2 separate regions of the Mus musculus genome follow, and region 1 is linked to region 2. The links are chromatin contacts, called in public promoter capture Hi-C maps. All regions are on one chromosome and are shown on one strand. The core of a region is the stretch at or near the end of the contact, and the rest is flanking DNA. Distances in the headings are between cores, read along the strand shown.

Evidence for each region. Capture Hi-C pulls out chosen DNA fragments and counts their contacts.
Region 1: a contact with region 2 is called in a promoter capture Hi-C map of adipose tissue. The contact joins two enhancer-like sites. A contact is called at or near these places in 2 of 484 Hi-C or Micro-C datasets (embryonic stem cells and nephron progenitors) and 3 of 9 other capture datasets (adipose tissue, embryonic stem cells and pancreatic islet).

Annotation. Positions count from the first base shown.
Region 1 is chr4:141,642,424-141,645,123 of GRCm38.p6, reverse strand. It overlaps Plekhm2 (pleckstrin homology domain containing, family M (with RUN domain) member 2), which reads left to right. Exons shown (of 20, transcript NM_001033150.2): 2 at 2,368-2,474; 3 at 2,609-2,700. Among named protein-coding and RNA genes, the nearest start is that of Slc25a34, 20 kb to the right of the region's middle. Within about 2 kb of position 1,438, at least 91 of the 459 cell types and tissues checked have an H3K27ac peak or open chromatin away from gene starts, as enhancers often do. A contact at or near this core is called in adipose tissue, where this site is marked.
Region 2 is chr4:141,499,480-141,502,179 of GRCm38.p6, reverse strand. The region is part of intron 3 of Spen (spen family transcription repressor); the gene reads left to right. Among named protein-coding and RNA genes, the nearest start is that of Gm4123, 35 kb to the left of the region's middle. Within about 2 kb of position 1,414, at least 79 of the 459 cell types and tissues checked have an H3K27ac peak or open chromatin away from gene starts, as enhancers often do. A contact at or near this core is called in adipose tissue, where this site is marked.

The DNA of each region.
Region 1 (2,700 bases), core at 189-2,688, 140 kb before region 2:
TGGCACATGTCTAGAGCTCAAAGAACAACTTAGGAGAGTCAGTTCTCTCCAGCTACCCTGTGGGTATGGAGGCTTGAACTCAGGTCGTCAGCCTTGGCAGCAAGCCTCTTTGATGCTGAGCCGTGGTGTGTGCTTTTTTTTTTTTTTTTTTTTTTCCTAAAAAATGGTTTTGTGGGCTGGTGAGATGGCTCAGTGGGTAAGAGCACCCGACTGCTCTTCCAAAGGTCCAGAGTTCAAATCCCAGCAACCACATGGTGGCTCACAACCATCTGTAACAAGATCTGATGCCATCTTCTGGAGTGTCTGAAGACAGCTACAGTGTACTTATATATAATAAATAAATCTTAAAAAAAAAAAATGGTTTTGTGTTGTAGATTGTTCTGAGTCATGAAATCATGTATAGATTTGCAACCCTGTATTTTTGCAATGTTTGCATATTTGCAAAGTGTAAATATGTGTAGGACATATCTAAAGACATCTGTCAGATTTCCCACGGGGCCCAAGGAAGACTGAGCAAATGGGGATGGGGCCTGTGTTCCTGGGCCAGACTGGATACTGTGAAACACCATCAACTCTCCATGTGACTGGTCTCTGGGTTCAGCATAATTCTATTATAAATCCGAGATGGGGCTGGAGAGATAGCTCAGCATTGGCTGCTCTTCCAGAGGACCAGGGTTGCATCCCCAGCCCCCACATGGCAGCTCACAACGTACATGCAGGTAAAACACCCGTACACATAAAACAAATTTTCAAAAAAACCCAAAATGGAATGGTGATGAACTTTGATGGTGAGAGAATGGCTTGGGGTGAGTAAAGTGGCTGAGCACGCAGAGGGGCTTGCCACCAAACCCGATGACCTGAGTTCGATCCCCGATTGCATCCATAAGATAAAAGGAGAGAACCAGCAGGTTGTCCTCTGACCTCCATATGTGCACATGTGCCCCCTATAAGTATAACGTAAATTTTGGCTGGAATAACAGTTTTGTAAAAGAATAGCAGGGTGGGGGCTAAGTGAACTTCTGCCGGTGTCCAAGGGCTGAGGAAAGTGGAGGCAATCAAATGGGGACTGATTTGGAAATAGACAGCAGACCAACAACACAGAATAATCTAGAAAAGGCTTGTGGCTCAGATGGAAAGAGGCTAAGTCATTAATAAATATGAAAAAAAATGGGTCACCCATCCAGAAGTAGTACAGGTGACCCTTAACTTCACGCTCAAAGACCTAAGCACAGAAGACAAAGGTCTGCAGGGGTGGGATAGCCAGCGACAGAGCCTCTCGAGTGGCTGTGTCTTGCCTAGCATGGACCCGGAACGAGAATTCAGTCCCAGTCAGCCTGGCTGCTGGGCTTGTTCCGGGTCATAGAGAAGAGGCTATTTTTGTTGTGGGAGTTCAATGGTTGGCCTCCCTCCAAGAGCATGTGCCTCTTGGTGTGACTGATCTGCCACTGCAGCTGCTTCCAGAAAACACTTGAGAGCGGAGTGGTCCCAGGAGCTTAAACCCACCCCCAGTGTATGGGGATCTCTGCTCTTTTCTTGCATTTTCCATCTGGGCCACTGGGAAGGTGACAGGAGAGGGCTCTGCTCTGGCTGCATAGATCTCAGGCTCCTGGCCTCTATCATCCTGGTGGGCTGGGGGTGCTTCAGAGCTCAGAGTCCTCTGAGATCTCAGACTTCCTCTCTTCCCCTTCTTTCTCTCATTCTCCCTGGCTCTCTTTTTCCCTCCCTCCCACCCTCTCTCTGTCCCCCTGTCCAGCTCTGGGAACAGAGTCCTTCTTGGCACGGGGCTTGACACAAATCTGGCACACACCTAGATGTGGCCATTTTCCTCGGGTACATCTAATGTCCATGTCAGCCTCTGGCAGGAAAGCCATCAAAGCAGGTGACCCAGCCTCTCAGACTTTGGTGTGTACAGAGGGCAGCTCCAAGCAGGGCCTACACATTAAATAAATGATATATTTTTTTTGATATTTTTTAAAGTGTTTGGGAATCTTTTTTAAATGCCTTCAGATATTACCAACAGGCTCTCTCTCTCTCTCTCTCTCTCTCTCTCTCTCTCTCTCTCTCTCTCTCTTTCTCTGTGTGTGTGTGTGTGTGTGTGTGTGTGTGTGTGTGTGTGTCTATGTCTGATAACAGATACCACTGTGTATGATGCCCAGGCTGCAAGCACAGCCTATCCCCCTGCCCCAAAGCATAGTGCCCAACACACTGTGAGCTGGCCATCCCTCACAAGGCTATCTACACAAAGTCCTCCTGAGAGCCTTTGCCCTCGGAAACCTCCTGGGCAAGATCAGGGCAGACTCGACGGGCCATCCCAGGACGCCATATACCCAGAGCCGCTCCTCGTCAGCACTGTCGTCTTCCTTTCAGCTGCAGAGCTACTTTGCAGCATGTGAGGACGAGACCCCTGCCATCCGGAACCACGACAAGGTCCTGCAGCGCCTGTGTGAGCACCTGGACCACGCCCTGCTGTACGGGTGAGTTCAGTCCCCTCCTCGTGCTGTGGGGGCCGGGCACAGGGAGGCTTGTCTCACTCAGGCAGGCCACAGTGAGGCACCTGGTTGCCTGAGACAGCCCGCCTCAGCCCAGCACTGCTGTCCCATCCTCACAGGTTGCAAGACTTGTCCTCTGGCTACTGGGTGCTCGTGGTCCATTTTACCCGCAGAGAGGCCATCAGGCAAATTGAGGTGCTACAGCATGTAG
Region 2 (2,700 bases), core at 165-2,664:
TTTTCCGAAGAACGCAGGGCCTCGTGCAGGCCAGGCAGGTGCTGTGGCATGCTCTGTGCCTCCAACCTGCTTTCTGACTCTCAAGAGGGATTGCAACTCTTTTTGCTTGTCCTCTTTGGAATTTAAACTGAAAATATTCCAGGGTCAAGGTTGTTTGTTTCCCAAAACTGAGACAGTGCTCTTAACCACTGAGCCATCCCTCCAGCCCCGTTTGTTGTTTTTTGAGACAGGGTTTCTCTGTGTAGCCCTGGCTGTCCTGGAGCTCACTCTGTAGACCAGGCTGGCCTCGAACTCAGAGCTCCACTGCCTCTGCCTCCCAAGTGCTGGGATTAAAGGCTTGTGCCATCACAGCCCCGCTTGTGCCTTTCATTCAGCTCATTTCACCATCATACCTTCAAGGCTCACTCACCGTGTTCTGTATCACCCCTTTGTAAGGCTGAACAATACTTGATCATTGTTGTTAGGTTGGGACAGAGCTTGCTGTGATCAGCCTGGTCTCAAGCTTGCAATGATTCTTTTGCCTCAACCTCCCCAGTGTTGGAATGTTACAGCTGTGCCCAGTTATAAAGATCCCTGTGTTGTGTGCCTGATTCTTCCAGCCCCCCTGCTTCCTTCCTTTGATTTTATTTCAGCCAGATCTGATAGGGAGGCTAAAACATGTATGGCTTAGTGCTCGCATGTCCCTCGCATGCAGCAGTGGCGAGCTCAGCAGCAGGCTCAGGAGGGCCTCGCACTTCATCTTATTGTCTTGTGTTGCTGGAGGTTAAGACCCGGGTCTTAACTGTTCTTCACTGCTGAGCGGCACTGTACTCAGCTTTAGGTTTTAGTCTCTTGCTTATTACCCAGCTCTCTGTGGTGAACTATTTCTATATTTTACATAACTTCCAGAGATAATCATAAGCTTTAAAAAAACCAGCTGCAGCTGTCGCTGCGTTCTGAAGAATGAAGTCATGGTTACCCTTTTGTGAGAGCTAAGTGCACACTTTTAAACAGCACTTTCTGCTAAAATCAGTTACTCAGAGTCTTTGGGCTGGGGATGCAGTTCAGGGTCCAGTACCTGCCCAGTGTGTGGGAGGCCCTGGGGTCTGTCCCCAGCACCTGACACAGCACAAACCCTTCACCCTGGGGTAGAGGGTTACTGTTTGCCTGTGTAGCAGGAATTACTACATGGAGCTGCTTGGTTTGGTCTCACACACAGCTTTGCGCTTCTGTGAGTTCCTCTGACTTGCTCCCCATTCTGTTTTGGGTGGCCGTCATATCTGATTTTCCTCAGTAAGGTCTGGAATGTCATTTCCATCCCTCAGGCCACCTCTGCTCTAACTTTGCTGAGTCACAGCTGACTCGGGGCTAAGGTCATGCTAAAGAAACTTGGAAGACTGGAAGACAGCATGTGAGACCTCTAGAGACTTCCCTTCTTAAGAAACAAAGGGAACTCTTCTTACTGTGCAGGATGCCTGGGGAGAGTAAACAAGAGCACATGCTCCCTTGCAGACTTTTGAAGGGCCCAGTTCTGTGGCAGGAAGTGTTTCACATCAGCGGACCCGTGCCGTCCGTCTCCAGAACCTTCCCACCTTTGCAAACTGAAATACTTTAAAAATTTTGTAGATTTGTTTATTTTATTCTGTGTGTATGGGTATTTTGCCTGCTTGTGCTTGCACACCGTGTGTGCCTGATACCCAGGGAGGTCGGAAGAGAGCACTGGATTTCCTGGAACTAATGTATGGGTGGGTGTGGGCCGTTATGTGGATATCTGGAATTGAACCCAGGTCCTCGTCAAGAACAAGTGTTAGTAACTGCCGAGCTGCCTCTCCAGCCTTCCGAACTGAAACGTAAAGGTATTGTCTACTGCCGACAGTTTCTGGGCTGGGACGGTGACACAGTCCATAAGCTTGCCTTGTAAGCATGCAGATCTCAGCTTGGATCCCAGCATCCATGGCACATGTGCAGGCAGGAGCTCTAGGGCTCGCTGGCCAGCCACTCTCGCAGAATCCGCCAGCTCCTAGCTGCAGTGGGACCTGCCTCAAAAAATAAGGTGGAGAGAAATTTCGAAAAGCACACCATACCACTCCCATGCCTATGGGTCCATGTGACTGTGTGTGCACACGTACATGTGGGTCTATGTGACTGTGTGTGCACACGTACATGTGGGTTCATGTGAATGTGTGCACACACACTGGTTCTCTGCCTATGACTTTGACTACTCTCAGTGTCTAGTATGGGACCATAAGTGTGCTTTTGTGTCCGACTCTTTGACTCAGCACAGCGTTCTCTAGGTTCCTCACATCATAGATTGTGTCAGGCTGAATTCACTCCCTCCTTAAGGCTCATCAATAGCAGTCATACTGTGTGTGCCCACAGCACACTCCATTTTGTGTATCCATTCAACTGTCTCACACTTGGTTTTAAGTGCCTACCTTTTGACTGCAAACCGTGCTACGTGTGGGTACATGGATGCCCATGAGCCTCTTGTCCAGGTTTTCTGGTGCATGGGCACAGTGGGAATGTTGGGTTATACGGTGTTGAATTTGGGGGACATGCTATACACTTCTCCCAGTGACAGTGCTATTTCACCTGCCCAGCACCTGCACAAACTGCCCCAGATTCTCTACATTGTGATTGCTGGAGACAGAACAACGTAGCCCAAGCTAGCCCTAAACTCTCCACATTCCTGTCTCAGCCTTCTAAGTGTTGGGCCTTCAC